Linked DNA regions of Zea mays: region 1 is linked to region 2. Evidence: chromatin contacts called from public Hi-C data. All regions are on one chromosome and are shown on one strand. The core of a region is the stretch at or near the end of the contact, and the rest is flanking DNA. Distances in the headings are between cores, read along the strand shown. Region 1 holds the start of LOC100384304. Region 2 holds the start of LOC100273626 (putative protein kinase superfamily protein).

What was found. Hi-C and Micro-C count contacts between places; a contact is called where the count stands out from the background.
Region 1: a contact with region 2 is called in a Hi-C map of leaf, with 4 times the contacts expected there. The contact joins the promoter of LOC100384304 here to the promoter of LOC100273626 in region 2. A contact is called at or near these places in 4 of 25 Hi-C or Micro-C datasets (ear, endosperm, leaf and 1 more).

The regions. Positions count from the first base shown.
Region 1 is chr5:174,746,595-174,751,410 of Zm-B73-REFERENCE-NAM-5.0, reverse strand. It overlaps LOC100384304, which reads left to right and starts at 1,443. Exons shown (of 10, transcript NM_001176862.2): 1 at 1,443-1,671; 2 at 2,939-3,091; 3 at 3,299-3,508; 4 at 3,605-3,700; 5 at 3,794-3,908; 6 at 4,414-4,494; 7 at 4,583-4,771. The coding sequence starts at 2,964.
Region 2 is chr5:174,579,017-174,583,750 of Zm-B73-REFERENCE-NAM-5.0, reverse strand. LOC100273626 (putative protein kinase superfamily protein) reads right to left here and starts at 3,472. Exons shown (of 7, transcript NM_001148042.1): 1 at 2,398-3,472; 2 at 1,914-2,018; 3 at 1,700-1,822; 4 at 1,441-1,611; 5 at 1,215-1,344; 6 at 913-1,122; 7 at 1-488. The coding sequence starts at 3,041. The coding sequence ends at 345.

The sequences.
Region 1 (4,816 bases), core at 194-2,693, 170 kb before region 2:
TTCTACAGGTGCCAAAGGTTCAACACAAACCATTAAAAAGTCAAAGAAAGAGTTCAAATCAAAGGAACAAAGAAAACCGAAGGCTGCCTCGGTCTGGCGCACCGGACTGTCCGGTGTGCCACCGGACAGTGTCCGGTGCACCAGAGAGATCAACTCCGAACTTGCCACCTTCGGGTTTCTGGAAATGCCCTCCGCTATAATTCACCGGACTGTCCGGTGTAGCACCGGACTGTCCGGTGTGCCAAGCGGAGTAACGGCTACAGCGCCAACGGTCGACTGCAAAAGTGTACAATGAATAGTGAACAGTGCGGACTGCGCGTGCAGAGTCTAAGCAAGCGCCAGAAGGCGCACCTGATAGTGAACAGTGACGGTCCGGTGGCCCCACTTGTCAGAGCTCCAACGGTCGAACCCTAACGGTTGGGTGACGTGGCTGGCACACCGGACAGTGTCCGGTGGCGCCCTTCGACAACAGCCTTCTCCAACGGCCACTTTGGTGGTTGGGGCTATAAATACCCCCAACCACCACACTACAAGGCATCCAAGTTTTCAGCCAACATATTCAATACAAGAGCTAGTGTATTCAATACAAGACACAATTAGAGTGAATCAAAATATCTCCAAATCCTAATTCCACTCAAAGCAATAGTGACTAGAAGAGAGAGTTTTGTCGTGTTCTTTTGAGCTCTTGCGCTTGGATTGCTTTTCTTCTTTCCCATTTCTTGTTTCCAAGATCTTTGTAATCAAAGCAAGAGACACCAATTATGTGGTGGTCCTTGTGGGGACTAAATGTTCCAATTGATTGAGAAGAGAAGCTCACTCGGTTTAGGTGACCGTTTGAGAGAGAGAAAGAGTTGAAAGAGACCCGGTCTTTGTGACCACCTCAACGGGGAGTAGGTTTGCAAGAGCCGAACCTCGGTAAAACAAATCATCGTGTCACTCTCGCTATTTGCTTGTGATTTGTTTTTCGCCCTCTATTTCGGACTCGATTATATTTTTAACGCTAACTCCGGCTTGTAGTTGTGCTTAAAGTTTATAAATTTCAGATTTGCCTATTCACCCCTCTCTAGGCGACTTTCAAAAGTGTAGAACCTGATCATTCGATTAATCGTCCGATTAAATTATGGATGATAAGGCTGCAGTTTGCACGGCTTGAAAATTTTGGCCCACTCCTATTTGTTTTTCACCAATCTTTTTTGGCTCAGCAGCCCAACACAGTTAGAGTATTTGATTTAATGAATGAGCTAGTTTATCGTTTTTATACTCATATTTTTTCGTTTGGTTTATGAAATATAATGAGTTGATTCATCATCATCTTATTTCTTATAATTAGTTAGTTACTATTGATATAAAAAATTTGGTCGTTTAATCGAATTTGAGGACACCTCGTTTCGAATGAAGTGATTCAAACAACCCCTTTGAAAACCAGTGCCCACTGTCCTATACGCTAACACGGGTGCCCAGCCGCCGCAGTCTTTCGAACTGAGGAACCCTAGGCCCAGCACTCGGCGACGGCGGCGCGCCACCGGCGACGGGATCAGCGGCATCACTCCCCTCCTTCCCCGGCGCGGCGGCGCCCCGCACCTAGGCCCTAGCACTGCAGCACTCGACAACAGGATCAGCGGTCGCGCCCCCCTCCTCCTTCCCCGGCGCGGCGGCGCCCTGTAGCTGCAGGTACAGCTCTCGGGCTCGATGCCTCCATCTCTTCTCCCCAGTCCCCACTTCCCCAGTACTCGTTCATCTCTAGCTCTGCTGGCCTGCTAGGTAAGTAGGTAACTGTGGTTGTGGGTTGTGGCTTGTAGGTGCTCGGTTCAAAGCCCGATTAATCGGACTGATCGTCCCATTAATCGGTCTGATCGGCTGATCGCCCCTCTGGCGGTCAGAAACGATCAACCGATCTTAAAATATTGGTGACAACTATGAACATTTCCCTCTCCAATCTCTTCGGGCCCTAAAATTTCTAACCCTAACTTTCTCTGATCTAGTTTTGATGTAGTTTGTAGGTGCACCTTGGTTGATTAATAGTAATTATGTAGATGTGCTCTAATTGTAGCTTGTAGATTCATCATGGTCATTAGGGGGGCGTTTGGTTGCCTTCTCCGGTGGTGCAGCTGCATCTACACATGCAAAAAGTAGTGTTTGTTTGGTTCGTTGTATCGCACGAGACAGGCTAGCACGGAACTTAAAGCGCCGCGAGCCAGGCCCGGCAGAAACGCATCGCGCGGCCGCACGCGCGCGGCCAGGCTCCGCTCAGCCAGCTCTTTACTCGTGCACGCATATCGAGACACGTTTTTAATTGGTTTTTTCATTATATCGTCTAATTAAAAGATTTAATCACCGAACCGATTTCATATCCGCGTTCCTGACATTTTTGCGAACGAAACTAGACCACTCATACTATATATATTTCAAATAAAAAAATTACGTGATTAAGATTAATATATAATTAGTGTATATTAACATGTAATTAGTATCTATTAAGCAATTTACCATATAATTAGTGTCTATTAATAGATTTTTTAATTTTTTTTAACTCATGCACCATGTACTCATGCAAGCAACCAAACAACATCTCTTGTGAACCAGACTGGCCACATACACACAACCAAACACGCTATACTGCATGCACTCAGCCAGTCCAGTCTGAGCCAGGCTCACTAGATACGAGCCAGGCTCACCCATACAAGTAACCAAACGCCCCCTAGAAAGCGTAGGCCCAAAAGGTAGACGCAATTCTTTATTCTATATGGTCTTTAAGCTTCACTCTTGCATATTTCGAACTATTAGTACGCTGTTTGAACTATTTGTATTGTAATCTAAGATTTATTATGCTGTTTGGTATTACGTCATAATTTTTACGTTGCGTTACCGAATTGTTAAATTTTTTTTTCCGGTTTGGATGTGAAAATTTTAATCTGGCATACCCCATGCAAAATTCTAGATCTGCCACTGTCCGCCTGCCGGTCATGGAGCACCTCCGGTGGCGCCCCACAGTGAACGAGCGCGACTTCATTGAGTGTGCGCTCCAGTCTGACCTCCGTGTTGACGGCCGCCACTCCTTTGACTTCCGCAAGCTCAAGATCACCTTCGGCAGGTACATCCCCCTTCTCCTACCTATTCGGCTATTCCGAGCTCGCTTCTGCACCTCTAGGTCAAGATCCACCATCGTCCTTTGCTAACACATCACATTGTCACATTGCCGTCGTGGCTTTGTTTTGCGTTGCTCTTGCATGTGGCAATTTGGGTGTTTATTTGGCGAGTAGATTTGCATCCTTATTGGTGTTGTCGTTGTGAGTTTCAGGGAGGATGGCTCGTCAGAGGTGCAGCTCGGGGAGACACACGTGATGGGCTACGTGACCGTGCAGCTGGTGCAGCCATACCGTGACAGGCCGAATGAGGGGACGCTGGCCATATTCACCGAGTTCTCACCCATGGCCGACCCCTCCTTTGAGCCTGGGCGTCCTGGGGAATTAGCAATTGAGCTTGGCCGAGTTATTGACCGTGGCCTCAGGTCTCCTAATTCTTCTTTCTGTAATTTACCAGAAAGGGTTTAAGCATGGAGGCTGATGATGTGGATTTTCTGTGTGTTTGTATTTTTTTTTGTCAGGGAGAGTCGAGCTGTTGACATGGAGTCCTTGTGTGTTGTTGCTGGGAAGCATGTCTGGTCTGTGCGTGTGGACCTTCACATCTTGGATAACGGAGGGTATGGGCTAAAGAGTTATAAATTGTTTGCTGATGTAATTAATTTGTGAACATTTGCATGTTAAAGTTCTAAGCTTTTCCATTGCCTTTATAGGAATCTCATTGATGCAGCTAATATCGCTGCATTGGCAGCTTTATCTACTTTCCGGAGGCCTGAATGCACGGTTGGTGGGGACGATGGTCAGCAAGTTACAGTGCATGATCCTGAGGTAGACGTACACTCCCAATGTGCTCTATTGTTTATGCTTTTGCCAATATATCCCTCAAAGGTCATGCTCCCTTATAGCGTTAGATTCATTAATTATACTCCCTGCATCCTGAAAAGGACGCAATTATAGAATAGTGCTACGCTAAAGTATGTCAAGTTTGATCGAGTTTATATAAATATGTTAATAATTAATGTTTATTGTACTAACTAGGTACCATTAGATTTGTCATGAGCCCATGAAACATATATTTACAGTATACTTATTTGAAGTCATACATGTTGATACTATTTTCTATAAATTTAGTCAAACTTAAGGTAGATTGATTTTGACCAGACCTAGAATTGCATCCTTCTTGGGACGGAGGTAGTATGTCCTTAAGAGCACATTCGTCTGACTCCCATAATTTTCTTAGTGTGAAACTGCAGTATGGGCCTAATGCTCGCCTTTTGTCCTGCTTTGTTAACCACTGCAACTATCTTGTGTTTTGATTTGATGTATTTTACAGGTTAGGGATCCACTTCCTCTTACGATACACCATATGCCCATAGCTGTAACATTTGCATATTTTGGTGAAGGTAACATCGTGGTATGTCCAAATATTTGAGATTGAAGTGCTTTTGATTATCATCAAAGCATTATCATCCTCATCTGAGTAACTGGCCTTTTTTGTGTAGGTTCTTGATCCCACATACAAGGAAGAAGCAGTAATGGGAGGGAGGATGACTGCTATAGTTAACTCAAATGGGGATGTTTGTGCCATTCAGAAAGCTGGTGGAGAGGGTGTCATGTCAAGTGTTATCATGCAGTGTTTAAGAATTGCTTCGGTAAAGGCTGCTGATATAACAAGCAAAATAAAGAAAGCAGTAAGTAACCCCCTCAGATTGATGACTAACTGAGGTGCCCATGTG
Region 2 (4,734 bases), core at 2,223-4,722:
CGGTGTTAAAAAATTTACATAAATGACAAGTTCAGCTATGCTGAGCAGATGCAGACCATTTGTTAACCAGAGGCACCCCAGAGATTTAAATAAAGTTATTTTTGCCTTTAATGGAACGGGTTTGTCATAGATAGATACCTCCACCTATATAAATATAAGCAGGAAAGAATTACTAGGGCTAAATTACTTTTTTTTTACATTTACAGATGATCTAACAGTATCCATGGATGCCTTTGCCTATCATCAGCAAGATGAGAGTTTCACGACTTCAGTGGACACCATTGTTGGCTTGTTGCTTCACAAATCAAGAGGGCTTGGCTTTCCTTTCAGTAGTCCGATGAACACTAAGCCTCTGGGTTTCTCCATCTGAAGGGTTCAGCTTGTGTGGAACCGCCGTTTCCACTGCTGTCAGTCTCAGGTCGACCTGATCCGCCTGCCGGTGTTTCTGGTAACCTTGCTTGTCCTGGTGCTCTAGTGCCTCGGCGATCCTAAAGTTAGCGACAATAAGTTAACGCGAATGCAAGAAGACAGAGACAAACTGATGAACTGATCAGGATATGCCGATGGGCCTTGAGGAGTTGCAACTGTTTCAAAATGACATATTTCTGAGGTATTTGTCGAGACGTGCCTAATGCAGAGTGGTTGACATGGGTAAACTTTTGCTGGAAAGTGGGAACATTAACAAAGTACACTTAGCATCGAAGCATGGGACTGGTGCAGACAAAGAGCATAATGATTGAATCAGATTCCCACATGGTGTCATTATATGATCAGAAGACTTTTATCACATATGACAGAAGTGGCCACAGGGATAGTTGATACCGGCACAGAAGCAGCATTAATTCAGAAGCACACACTATAAACTTTTCTGAAATGTAACTGAAGAATATAGAATAGGCTTCATTGACTTACATCTCTGTATGGGAAATCATCGACTTCAAGCATGTGAATGACATGACTAATCTTTGGTCTCTTAAGAGCATCAGGGTCTACGCATCTCAGCGCCACTAGCAAAGCCTTCTTCAGTGCTCTTGAGGAAGGTTTCTTGGGTATCTTTGGATCCACAACCCCATCCGAGTTTCGGGTGCTTACCATCGTCTTAAGCCAATCAACTAAATTAACCTGAAAAGTATAATGTGAAGGTTTATAATGCGCTAAAACAAGCTCGTAAAATAGCAAACTGACTAAGGAGGTACAGTACAGGCAAGACTAACCTCTCCTGGTGGCCTATTATAATCCACTGGTACCCTACCGGATATTATCTCCATTATAAGAATCCCAAAACTATATATGTCGCTTGTTTCATTCAACATCCCAGTCCCTGCGTACTCTGGAGCAACATACCTGTGATGAGTGAGAAGGAAATCAGCACCCATCAGTGATCAGTCACAGCCACCTGATGTTAATGAAAGCCTAGGTGTGCACTGAACAGATTCTAACCCGAAAGTTCCCATAACTCTTGTGGTGACATAACTCCTTTCTGAACCAAGAAGCTTCGCAAGTCCGAAATCCGAGAGCTTAGCATTCCATTGCTTGTCCAGAAGGATGTTGCTTGACTTGACATCACGGTGAACCACCTTTGGTTCAAGCCCCTCGTGCAAATACATTAACCTAAATGAGGGTAGAAATTTAGGTAATTTAAGTAGAGTGTCAGTTTAAACTCTGTAGACCAACAAGGATAAGATAACCGCGCACATACCCTTTTGCTGTTCCCAGTATGATCTTCATCCTGTCATCCCAGGCGAGAGGGCTTCTGGGCCCAACATCCCCGTGCAGCCATTGTTCTAAGTTCCCATTATCAACATACTCATATACAAGCATCCTGACAAGAAACACAGAACCAACATCTACATTAGTATTGTATCAGCCAAACAAGCGAAACAAGTGGTTTGCACACACCTGACAAGACATACCTCTGATTACCCTCAGCACAGTATCCTAGAAGGCGCACAAGGTTCTTGTGTCGCACACGCCCGATCGCTTCGACCTCAACCTTGAATTCCTTCTCTGCCTGCCCCCTAACAAGTCAAAGGGTACAAAGTTTCTAAATTTTAGCAGCACACTGAAGAAAGTCGATCATGTCAAATTTGCACAGAAATCAGTCATCTTGTTGAACTATGTCTCTCAAAAAACAACTCAACCTACTATTATAGAACACAAGCGAATTGTCAGTGACAAGCTCCTCCATTTGCTATGCAAATTGAAATCCTCATGCTGAATCCGTAGCTATGTGCAATCAGCACAATGCCAGACATTTTAAATTCAGCACGAACATGCCACTGAAAGTACAGAGTACTCCTAAACTAATCGGCAATGTCGGATAGTCAGATATGAATGCCAATTGAATGCAGGTTTGCAGTCCATGAAGTTAACATCTACTGGTAGGTGGTTCGGTACCTGTTGTTTAGCAAGTTCTTGACGGCGACCTGCGTGCCGTTTTCGAGCACGCCACGGTACACGATCCCGTACCCGCCCTCGCCGATCACGTTCCCGTCGGCGAACATCCCGGTCGCGGTCTCCAGCTCCTTGAGCGTGTACCAGTGGCCCCACCCCAGATGGGACACCTCGGGCACCGCCGGGGGCGCGCGCTCCGCGGCGCCACCGCGGCTCTCGCCGTTGCCGTGCGGCGAAGGCCCGTCGCTCCGGTGGCTGGGGTGCTGCTGCTGCTCCGGGTGCGTGACGTGGTGCTCCTTGCCGGTCACGAGCTGCTCGGAGACCGGTGGCGTGGGGAGCTGGAGCACCTGCGCGAGCGCAAGCGGCGTCTTCGCTGGGGCGGCGGCGGCGGCGTGGGAGGGGACTTCTTGGATGTCCTTGGGCGCCTTGGCATTCGTGGGATTCTTGGGCGGGGCGGTGGTGGGGAGCTGCTGCGCGGGGTTGGCCGGCCGCTGCCGCCGGCGACGGCGACGGCGGAAGGCGAGGAGGCAGAGGACGGAGATGAGGACGAGCAGTAGCACGAAGGCGGCACCGACGCCGATGCCGACGAGCACCCACATGCGGAGCCCAAACACCACCGTGCTCTGGGACAGCTCCGTGTCCGACATGGGAGCTGGCGGAGCGCGAGCAGCCAGGGCAACGCCGTGGATGGATATCGCTTCTTGCGAACTGGCGGATCTCCTCGTGCGTGTTCCCGAGCGGAATTAGCTGGCAACGCTCGGATTCCACGGCGCAGACAGCATTGTCTAGAGTCTGGACTGGAACAGGGGCAGCAAGCACGTACGGTGGATTTTGCGAAGGATCGGGCGGCAAGATTGGGTTCCGCGGATGAAACAGTATGGCAAATGCCGCAGCTTTTGTGCTTGGTAGCTGGATTTGAGTGGGTAATCTGGTGAGGCACCCAGAAGGGAAAGGGGTTGTAGTTGGCGACAATGTCGTTGTAAAGATTGGACTTGTTTGGGGGGAAAGGTGAGGAGTGGATGGTTTGGTGTGATGAAAATTGTGGGTTCTGGCCGTCTGGCGTGACTGGAGAACAGAGATGGTGTGGCTGGTGGTGGCGGTGGGGGCGGATGGCGTGAGTCGTGACGAGGATCCCAGGGGCGAAACGAAGAATACAGGCAGAGGGAGGAGTGAATGGTTTGCTTGCAGAACTGTGGATGTACATGTACCAGAGATGTGAGACTGTGGTGGGTGACTTCTCCCGGAGTCGGAGTGGAGGGAGAGTAATGTGGAGTAATGAAGGTGCTGCTCCTCTGCATGCATGGAGGGAGGTGGAAGAGGAGGAAGCCAGCCAGCCCCTGCAAAGAGGAGAATAATAATAATTCAAGTGTAGAGAAGAAGGGGCATGGCATGGGCATCTGATCTTTTTTCTTTGCGATGATGAGGTGGATCGTGGATGGAATACAGCCAGCAGCAGCGCGTACTGATAATAGTCTACTGGAGGAGCTGGCATGTGGTAGCATGTTGCATGTTTTTATACTCTGTTCTTTTCTTTCAAATGTCAAATGCGATGCTTTGTTTTTGCAGGCGTGTTATCTGCCAGAGGTCCCCCACCTACAATGTACTGCATCGTGCAATTAGCTGTCCCTCTCAGTGGCATAGATCAGATGCTCGCACCAATAAAATACAAAGGACAAGCTCGTAAGGAACAGATTTATTGCTACTCGGTACGAATTTCTTGTGTGTCAGGGTGTGTTTTCAATTCTAAGAGCCGAAAAAAAAATCCCTACTGTCGGGATGTGGTATAAAAGGTAGGATTAAAATGCACTAGCGGTCTTTAAACTTGGTACATTGTGTCGCTTAGACTCCAAATATATATAGAAAAACATGTTCTTGAACTTTGACTACATGTGTAAAATCGTTCAAAACCAAAAACCAAATTTGCTTAAATCGGATGGCGACGTGGCAATACCACATTGGAGCCTCTCCACTCTGTTGAGCACCACCTGGTTCGTGGAGTCCCGTCACTTAGGTCTTCGAATTGACATGCTATGTCACTTGGATGTCTGAATTTTCATTAGTACCATCCAGCGCGGCATTGCCACATCATCTTCCGGTTTGAGTAAATTCGGTTTTAACTGATTTTGTATAGGTCGACAAAGTTCAAGGACCCGTTTTTCCTGGTTTTCTAAGTTTAGGGCCTAACACAACGTGTAATGTTCAAAAGTTAATTGGTAAAGGTTTGTATGTTGATACGGTTTCTATTTATATTTGAGTAAGAATATAAAACACAAAGAAGAGGGATGACGTACAACGACCCTAAAAAAATCATGTAAACTAATGCTTTATATAATATAAAAT